Regions from separate parts of the Gossypium hirsutum genome. Here region 2 is linked to region 1. Evidence: chromatin contacts called from public Hi-C data. All regions are on one chromosome and are shown on one strand. The core of a region is the stretch at or near the end of the contact, and the rest is flanking DNA. Distances in the headings are between cores, read along the strand shown. Region 1 holds the start of LOC107904639 (40S ribosomal protein S20-2). Region 2 has its middle 6.5 kb from the start of LOC107904636.

What was found. A called contact is a pair of places that touch in the nucleus more often than the background predicts.
Region 2: a contact with region 1 is called in a Hi-C map of leaf, with 2.7 times the contacts expected there. The contact joins the enhancer-like site here to the promoter of LOC107904639 in region 1. A contact is called at or near these places in 10 of 34 Hi-C or Micro-C datasets (callus, hypocotyl, leaf and 1 more).

Annotation. Positions count from the first base shown.
Region 1 is chrD11:639,996-645,478 of Gossypium_hirsutum_v2.1, reverse strand. It overlaps LOC107904639 (40S ribosomal protein S20-2), which reads right to left and starts at 1,786. Exons shown (of 4, transcript XM_016831076.2): 1 at 1,385-1,786; 2 at 928-1,058; 3 at 340-453. The coding sequence starts at 1,039. It overlaps LOC107904640 (protein EXORDIUM-like 3), which reads left to right and starts at 5,450. Exons shown (of 1, transcript XM_016831077.2): 1 at 5,450-5,483.
Region 2 is chrD11:700,167-705,606 of Gossypium_hirsutum_v2.1, reverse strand. No RefSeq gene overlaps it. Among protein-coding and RNA genes, the nearest start is that of LOC107904636, 6.5 kb to the left of the region's middle. Within about 2 kb of position 1,721, at least 2 of the 9 cell types and tissues checked have an H3K27ac peak or open chromatin away from gene starts, as enhancers often do. A contact at or near this core is called in leaf, where this site is marked.

The sequences.
Region 1 (5,483 bases), core at 537-3,036:
GTATCACATTCACTAGTAACCAATGAACATATAAACTCCATGTTATGTAGGGGAAAAAATGCACCAAGTAGCTCAAACATTAAATTCTTCCAGTACCAAGGCAAGTTCGATATGTTTAAACATGCAAAAAGGAAGTGAAGGCAGTTCTTAATGATTTTTCTAATATAAAATAATAATAGAGTACAGATGAATAATTCAGATTTGCAGTATAGAGCAGGGGAATCATAAACATACAATTTATAAGTTTTCAAGGGATGCTTTCAAGATAAGAAACAAAGTCTACATAAAAGTAAGGTGCAAAATATAATAAGACCGCAACATGCAAGGTAAGTAAAATACCTTCACCACAGGGAGACTTCCTTGTGGTGATGTGAAGAACCTTGGTGGGCATTCTCACTGGTCCCTTAACCCTCAGTCTCTTATCCTTGGCACCACGAACCAAGTCAGCACAAACTATAAATGAAAAAGAAAAATATTAGGATAACCAATGCTAAATGAATTGGTATCATCAATCTATCGAAAGTACTATCATATTGAGGAACTTCCTATACAATTTTACACCAAAGATAAGCAAATTTGAGGTCTAAATAACAAAATTATAGGAATAATAACATAATAAATGAAATGTAATAGTTTCAGCATACAAAATAGGGATAAATACCAAAATTATACATTCACCTTGATCTAATGTACAATGTCACACATGAAATTTGATTTGCAATTTTATACATGAATTTTTAATTTGATTCAATTTTCACAAATCACTAAAAACATTATCGAATTAGCACTATTTTACATTGATGTGTTACATACACAAAAACAATTATATAAATCCATTATGAAAATCATTATATGTATTCATTTCTTTAAATGTGTACAATTGAATCAAAATCAAATTTTCATCCATAAACCAAAATTTGATTGTACCTTTCTCGAGGTTTTTCACATTCTTGGAGGAGAGAGTGATCCTGATTTTGTGAATCTGCTCTTGGGATTCCTCCAAACCAGGCTTGGTCGGTTTCATTGCAGCATACGCCATCGTTTTCGACTCTTAGTTTCTATTCAAGAACACCCAATTCCAGTAAATTAATAAAATATCCCAATCTAAAAGCAAATCACAAAGTTGATGAAATCTTAAAGCGATGGAAACAAATCACAACATGGGATTCATTATTCAAATAACTAAGTTCAAAAGTACAAGAGACTGAAAAAAACTTTACTATATTCCTTACAAATCCAGTAAAAGAAAATAAAGCAAAAATCTTCTGGTTTATGGAATAACAATGAAAAACCAGAATAAAGAAAAAAATCTATGCCACTAATTTAATGAAAGCACTTCGTATATAACAAAAAAAACACGAAGAAAAAAAAGTGAGAGAGAAACCTAAAGAAGTGAGAGATGGCGAGTTTCAAGCTATGTTCTGTGCTGCCGCTTTGCTCAAAAAATCGAATGGCGAAACGAGAAAGAAAGCTCTGTAAAAGATTTATATACGTGGAGGCGATGAGCTTGGGGTTAGGGTTTTTTTCTCAAGGGAAAAAACAATAATTAGTTCTTAAACTTAGTAATTGTTTTCAATTTAGTCTCCAAATTTAGCAAATATTCTCAATTTAATCACTGAACTTAGATTTCATTTGGGTATAATGACATAGTTCTCTAGATTTTTCTATGTCACCACTTGAAAATTTTATATAAAATATAAAAAAAAATAATTTTTTAATGAAATGATACAATCTCATAATTCCATGTCATCCTAATTTAATAAAATCTAAATTCAGAGATTAAATTGAGAAAAACTGTCAAGTTTCAAGATTATATGGACTAAAAAAGTTCATAGATCAATATGGAAGAGGTTTTCAAGTTTAGGGACTATATTTTAATTTATTCCTTTGCTCAACTTGACTGGGTTTGCGGGTCGGATGCAGATATTACTTGAACGCCTCGTTTTAAATTTCACGGCCCAAAGTAGCCTTTTGGGCTCCAGGGACAAGCCCACTAAATTAGGGTGTTTAGTTTATTTTAACTTTCATTTTTTTGGAAATTTATTTGAAATAAAATTTTAGTACGAATTGTCAAGCACTATGAAGTTTTTTTTAAAATTACTTTTTCCTAATATATTGAAAATCTTCAAACACTATCAAACAAACTTTCATTAGCATCAAACAATCTTTAATATATCTATATATATTCATGTATAACATTACAATAATAAAATTTACATAAAACAGTGTTTAATATTTCATATATAAAATTAAAGTTTATGTATAACATTACACATTAGGTCAAAATTCACATATACTTTTAAATTGTATCCCTATTTAGTAAAATTGTAAAATATTTTATTCATAAATATTTAAAAATAATTCTTCAATTAAATAAATTTTAATTATTTTTTATCTAGAAGCTTTAAGTTATTTTCAATATTTGTATATAAAATTTATTTTTATCCTAAAACATAAAACTAATTATAATTAAAATAAAAAGTAAGCACAATTTTGAACTTATATCTCAAAAACCCTTCAAACATTTGGAGTAAGATTTTTAATTTTTCAATTTTCCTTTGTCAGCAGGCAAGGCATAATGAAATTTTCAACGTGTTCTCATTGTTATGTGTCTCATTTTTCTACTCTGTGCTTGGAATTCTGACAGTGACCAAATTTTCATATTAAAAGATACTTTTTTAGAAATTTTTTGTAATTTAAAATTTAGGTTTTGATGGTTAGTATTGTTAAATTCAGATTTATTGTGTGTTATTTTAAAATTAAAAAAAATACTCAATTAGTAAACTTATAACTAAAGGATAATGTTGCAGTAAACTTAAATTTAATAAAAAAAATAGAGCTTAAATTTTTAAATTTAAAAAATATTTACCAAAAAAAGAAAAGAAAAGTTTGATTTAAGGAAAATATCACGTACCGAGATTGAAGGCAGGAATGAGCCAATGAAGCGTAGGTGAGAAAAAAGGACTGTGTTATGTCACATCCTGCTTTATGACCTTTTCTGAATGCCATTTTCCTTTTGATTTTATTGATCACTATTTTTATTTACTTTATATTAAAAATTAAGTGCATTCTTTATTACACTTTTTGAGTCTCACCACTCTAACATAGTCAAAATGACATTTACCTATCTTCCTTTTTCTTTAAAATTAATTGCAAATTTTAGACTCATTATTATAACCATAAAATGATAAATCAAATCTTGCATAACTAAATTTAAAATGATAAAATGATGTCACATATTAGGTTAAAAATATTGGCAGTAGAAAAACTCAATAATTTAATACGATTAACTTTAAAAATTTCCTTATAATATCAGTCAGGTCAGATCAATCTCTGTCAAGTGAAATTTTTTATATTTGTTTGTTATATATGCAAAATTACTAAGGGGGAAAGCTTCCTTGATTTCTGGGTTCTTTTCTTTTCTTTTGGTCTGCAATCATTATTTGGCTTCAACATTGAAGGGATCTCCTCACGTATCAACTCTGTTTTCTTTTAGCAATACAAATTTTTATTTAATTTTTAAAAATTATATATTAATTATAGTAAAAATATATAATTTAATGTCGATGAATAAAAATAAGTTTTTCTCTTTGCTCATGACGATCTACAATCTCATATAAAAAATTTCTCTAATGAGCATTAGTTGAAGTGTTGTATACTGCATTATTTGTAGATATATAATTCAATCAAAAATATTAAGGTCAATATTATTAAGAGTTTAATTCAGTAAAAGTCAAAATGCTAATGACTTGTTCACACACATATGTATAGGATAAGTGAATTAGGTATTAATTGGATTAAAAAAATTTATAATTATCATTCCAAAGTATTTTAATATTTTCATTTAATAAAAAATTTATATGTCGTTAGATTTGAAATCATGTTATTTACGTTAATAAAACATTAATTTTAGCACTAAATTAAAATTTTATTTTAATATAATAATTATATTTTAATTGTATTATGCCTAAGTTATTGCGTTCATAAATTGTATATTGATAACGTTGTTAATTAAATTGGTGTTACAAGTCAAATTGACACTAATTCAAGCTTGAAAAACAATTATATATAGTACATTTAGTATTATCAATACAATATACTTATATGTTTAAATTTCATTTTACTCATAATTTAATATATATTTTTTATTTTAATATTGTACATATTCCATATGTTCTGATTAATTAATTTCAAATTATATTTTTAAATTTAAATTAATATTTTAACGTAAATTTGGAATATAGTTATGTTTAAAAAGAGATACTTGTGAAAAAGACTTCTCATCATGTAAAACGTTGAAAAGGAACTAACAGTTGGAGGACGTATTAAGTTCAACGCGATGGTCAAATTTCCAATAGGGATAATTTCTCTCAAAAGCACCGGGAGAAATTTTATAATATTGAAAAACGACACCGTATAAATAGTGTTAACAGCAAAATGTCATTGTCAATGTTTCAACATTGATCACCAAGAATCAATTAGCCCCACCACCATTGTAGCCTTGAAAATTTCACCTATCTCGTTAAAAATGATTGTTTTTTTTTTACAAATTAAATCAATTAATAAATTAAATTTTTATTAAAATTTTTATCTATTTTTTAGTTATTATAAATTGGTCATTCTAAGTTAAGATCAAGTACACATATCATGTTATATGTCAGCTACATCAATTTTAACCGTATAAATTGATAAAAATTTTAATAAAATAATCAATTTAATTTTTAATTTAACACACGGAGATTAATTTACTCATTTTCTTCAAATAAAAGAAACAAAATATAATTTACGAAAAATTCTTTTATCAACAATTACAAAATCGCATTAAACTAAAGTCCCATTCACCATAATTATCTCTTTTTTTTTCTCTTTAATTGTGTAAAATATATTATCGGCCTTCAAAAACAAAATATCAACCTCTCCTAAGTCAAAAAATTATGATAAAAAGAAAAAAGAAAAAGCGTATCAGGAATGCCAGCTTAAAAGGGAAAGCTCCGTAGATTTGTTGCCACCTACTTCATTGACATTTCCATCTCTGACACCACTACATTTTCCTTTCTTCATGATTTAAATAATATATTTGCCTCCCTCACTATCCATATTGCTCCTTCTCCTTCCAGTTGGCTACAATTTTATTTTCTCAAAGATTTATAGCCCATATTATTATGGTCTGTAATTTCATTAAAATTAGAATTTTGGAATGTTGAATCTAAAAGAATATGTGACAGACAGATGAAAAGGAAGTAACAAAATTTGAGAAGAATTTTAAAACATTTCTCGTGAGTTACACGCTCTATACCCTTAAAAATAATGTGCTGCTCATCAAGTAATCCAAGATGTATTAATTATGTGTGTATAGCATGTACCAAGTTGATTGCTTGTGTTTTTTTATATATGTTTGGATATGACTTGTATTATATCTGTATTTGTACTCTAAAAATCATTTTATGATCCCATTTAAATATAATAACAATTATATACAAATA
Region 2 (5,440 bases), core at 472-2,971, 60 kb before region 1:
GTTTAAGTATATTCAAACTCACATTTTTATGCATGTTATAATAATTATGGTATCAATTGCATATATTGTAAAATTTTAATGCACAATATATCATGCATGCACATTAATTATTCCTCTATTCCTAAATGTATCATAGAAGCTTTTGTACTAAAAAAAGGATAAATTAGTTCTTATAAGTTGGATCAAAGAGTAAATGAGTCTTTTTGTTAAAAATTGCATCCATTTCTATTATTGAGAACTGGTTCTTGTACCAACATAAGATACACATAACATGCTATATGTAATTGTCTAGTTATTCTGTTAATCACACTAATTTTTAACAGTAAGAATTGATGAACATTTTAACTAAACTAACTACTTTTACCTCTCTATATTCAATATTCTAAAAATCTTTCTACATAATCTCACCTTAAACGACATCACCTAAAAGAGAAATTGTTTTAGCTATACTAAGGGTGCGTTTGGATGGGTGGTTAGTGTAAAAACAGCGGTGACAGTGAGATTAGATACTGTAGCGATACTGTAACGTGAGACAAAAAGTAGACTAAACGCACCGCACCCAATCGCCCATCCAAACCCACCATAAGACAAAATAGACAAGACTAAAAGGAATTTATTAGGAAAAAAAATCTTGAAATATCACTTTATAGAATTGAATCCAGCTAGTACCTCATTTGTTTAATTAAAAAAACATTTTTTTTGGTTAAATCACATGACATGAAGCTATCGCTATATAAAGTTTTGAAGTGGAAATTGTGTGCTAAAAAAGAGTTTCCTTTTAAAAAAATTGTAAAAGCTTTATTTTATTGAACCATGCGTGCTAATGTGGAGTCACGCCATGCCATGGGCAGCAGCATGCTGGCTAAGGCCGAGCTCCCCGTGCTGCCACACGGTCCGGCTGTCGCTCAACATTAAATCATGAATGAATATATAAAAGGCTTAGACCGAGGACCTGTTGTTATGGTGTGTGACTGTGAATGTGATGCCATCAGCATCATCCATATACATGAAGCGTGGCTCATGATTCCACTTAACCCATATAATTAATGCATCATTTAATGGAGACATTTCTCTAAAAGGTAAGGTTTTAATCGATGTCTTAAGCCAATTAATTGCATGCACGAGATTAATTAATAACCAAGTTGGGTCATTGAGATTGTTAAAGGATAATTTTTTATGGAAGTTATAATAACATCAACAGTTTTAATCATAGTTAAATATTATTTTATATTAGGAGAGTTGTAATGCAGAAAAAAATTAATCCATAAATTCGAATTTGAATAATCAAAGGATTTAAAACCGTATATTATAACTGTGGGCACAATGCATTACTAAAAATATTCCGAAAGGGAAATAACCTACTTTGCAAAAATTTAGGTAAGAAGAAACAAAGAATAATAATGTACAACTCTTGAAGCATATAGTGCCCGATTCTTGTCCAATAATATTAAAGATGGTGTGGAAAGAGAGATTGAAAGGGATTGCACTACAATTGTTGCATCTTTTCTCATTCATTTTTATCCATGCTCACCCAAACTAAATTTTCATGCGCACAAACCCAGTTCTTATAAATACAAGAATCTCAAGAATTATTTAAATGATAGGAGATAAGTCTTTAGTTCTAAATTTATAATTACCTAACATGGAAGATTTCCATATATCAATGGACTCACCCAACCGGTGGAGTGGATCCAGGTCGGGCCAGGTAGGACCGACATGAAGACTTTCTTAATTGGAAGCAAATGAAAGGCTCTGTTTGGCTTCTTGTTTATGTGGACCAAATTAGAGGTGTGCATTTACTAAGATCCCACTATCAAATAAAATAAAGAGGAAAAATATTATGAAAAAAGAAAAAGCAAAAATAGAAAAAGGTTTTAGAGTAATAATAATATTGGGTAATGAAAAACAACAAAGGCTTCTTATTGATCAGAATTGAAGGAGCACTGTTCCACTTTTGCTCAACATTCCTTAAAGAAAATGGTCCCATTGCCCTACAAATTTACCAACAATCTCTTTACATTAAGATGATGTTTTCTTTCTCTCTTTATTTTTTAGAATCAATGTATCTTCCATCTCTGTTCATGAAAATTAGTTTTTTTTTCTAGATTTGTAGTTTAACAACGTTCTATTTAAACAAGCATGAATTTAGAAAACTTTTAAGAGGGGTGAGAATTAAATTATAAATTTTGAGAGGTTAAAATATAATTTTTATTATCTATTAATTTATAATTTCCTTATTTTTTAAAAAGATTAAACATTTTTTTAGGAGAACCAAAATACAAGTTTATCGTTTATAAATTTATAAGGAGAAAAATTACAATTGCCCATTTTGAGGGCTTGACTGCCTACTTTACATTCATATCCATGTATCCAAAGTCCTCACCAATGTTGTTGGAGCTGAATTGCACCGTGAACTGATGAGTGTACCGATTTGGACTAAAATATTAAATCAAGGTTTTGAGCAAAGAACTAGCTAAGTTGGTAAAAAAACGATTGAACTGAACTTTTTTTTTACTTTTTAGACTCAATTATTTGCTAAAATCTGATCTAAACCAATAAAACTCAAAAAAAAAACCCAAATAAAAAAAAGCACTCTAAAAAAGTTAAATATATTAAAATTGTTATTTATTTATATTTATATTTTTTTAGATTTTTATTGACTTTTTCTTTTCTTTTTTTAAATTTGGACAGTTGAATGATGGTTCAACTAATTGAACAAATTGGATCAAGATTAGTGGTCTAACTAGTTCAATTATTGGTTCATTTTTAAAAATATTGGTTCTAGTCTTATAATATACCATGCCATTACTTCCAACACTTGTTTATTTCCAATGATTTTGAACTAGATTGATCGGTCGGATTGGTTGAGGTACTAATTGGACCAAGAATCGATTGAAATATCGATCAAGAGAATGATATTGAATTGGTTGGACTAAGAACCAATACAATTTGGTTGAACTTAATTTTTTTATTTTTAAAATTGATTGGAGCGATTAAACCGATGAACTGATGATAGGGTTTTGGTATGGATTGCCTTTGCTTTGGTTTCGCCTTAATCAATGAACTCTGTGCACGTGTGTAATTATGATTGTAGGTACGTGGTAGACCTAATTATTCACCCACACGCACGTGCATGCGCCCATCTACCATCATGCTAATTTGGTAACCTAATGATGCAGTAAAATATTAGTAATAACATTTAAAAAAAGGTAGGTTATTCCAACCCTAAATTTGGTTCCATATTTCTTCTTAAAAGTAATTACTAATTATTACAAATCAATAAAAAGATGCAGTAAAATTTAAATACAGAAAATTATCATAATATTGTACGGAGACGGATTTAGGGCTAGCAGGGCCCCGACCTCCCTAAAATGAAAAATTGTTGTTTTGGACTTTTAGAAATTTTTAAAATTTTAAATTAGCAAAGGTAAAACTACACTTTAACTCTCTTAAAATTATGAAAATTTAATTTAATCCTTTAAAAATTATAAAGATATAAACTATCAAAATTTAAAATTTTATTTCAGCCCTTAAAAGAATTTTTTTAATTTCGCTCGTGATATTGTAGATATAATGTAATGTGTTTAGTTATGAGTGGTTAAAACAACTTAATTTAAGGTATCATAGTCATCATGTGATGGCTAAAGTCATATATATATGCATATGTTTCCTGTTACATAATTATTTCAGATTCTCTAAGGAAGACAACCTTTAATTATTACATCATGTCCCTCGTGAATTCAAAATGAAATATGCTTTTGGGGGCATTAATTAACCCAAAAATGATGTCTTTTTTTTTAATCTCATTAATACATTCTTTTTATATGTTGGACTGTCCAATTAGTATTACCTTTTGTTTATGGAATGGATTTGAATCAAGAGACACCATTTTTTGGATTTTTTTTATAGTATCATGATTTTCTAGCAAATGTTATTGGCACAATGATTGTAGCTAAGACACGACATAGACATGAAAATAAAATAAAGAATGTATAAATAATTTGAAATTTATATAAATATGATTATGATATTACATGATAAAGCATAAAAGTTAGATATGTTAAATTAAAAATGATTACAAACAAAACATAAAACTTGAGTAGATAATCGACCCAAATCTGTGGCTCAACATTTTTAGTATAATCCTTTTATAAAATATGCAAATACGATATTGGGGCAAATTAGAAAGTGAAATGCACAAATTGGACCCCATTAAAGTATATGGAAGGTAATTGGGTCATCTTGGCCTGCTAATATTGGATCATACGGCCGTAACGAGCATATGATATGGACCACATGGGATCATTTTATTTTAACTTTATAAACAAAAACAATAAATTTTACAGAAATTATTTTAATTTTTAATTTTTAATTTTTATTAATTGATCTTAAAATGAAAATTAATGACCTATAAATTCATAAGTTTTATTAACAATTAATTTTAGGCATAATAATAAATTTAGTTCTTAATGTTTATTTTTTGTGTCACTTTAGTTTTATTTTTATTTATTTCAACATTTAATCTTTCAAATTTAATTAAAATATTGTATTTTTAACGAAAAAGATTATTGGATCATTAACAATTTAATGACATTGACTTAATAACCCATGTGACTACAAGTACCAAATTAGAAAAGTCTTTGTTATATATAATATTATATATTGAAATGAAAATGAAGTAAAACCAACGTTTTCCAATCCCTTATCCCATGACTTTTTCTCACCTTACCACTAGTCTTAATGGCATAATTATAATTTTAGTGCCGCCTAAATGTAAATTGTTCAATTTAATTATTTTTAGTTTTGGTTTAAATGGAACAATTTTAATTTTGGCCCTTCTAAAAAATTTAAAATTCAATTTAAGTTATTTTAATTTTTTTTACCTTTGGCCCCTCCAATTCTTTTAATTTTTTCTCCGAAAATGTTATTGGCATTGAAATTGGTGGTGACGCAAGCTTTCGTCCCTACAAATTGAAAAATTAAGTTCCGTTGATATAAAAAGTAATTTGCAATTTCCGTCGAAGAAAAGTCTCCACTGAAAATCTGGTTTAACCTTTTTTTTGGTTAATAATACAAAAGTTTTTCTGTCAAAATGTAATTTATCTCTAAAAGAATCTTTTCTTGACTTTTGAGTAAAAAAAATATCTAAGTTGGCTGTGACAGTAGAACTATTTAAAGATTGGGTTACTCGTTTAAATTTGAAAGTTCTTTCGAAATTTGAGAAGATTTAAGTAAAAATATTAAGATTTAAAAAATGGGTTTGAATAAAATTTAGGTTGTTTAAAATATGAATTAAGTTTAGACTCTAATATTCAAAGCTCGGCTCGTTTTCAAGTTTATGATTTATATATATATATATATTCAAATATGAAAAATATATATTAAGTCATAGATTTAATAAAAGGAAAAACAAATATAATGGTAGTAAACTAAAATTGTA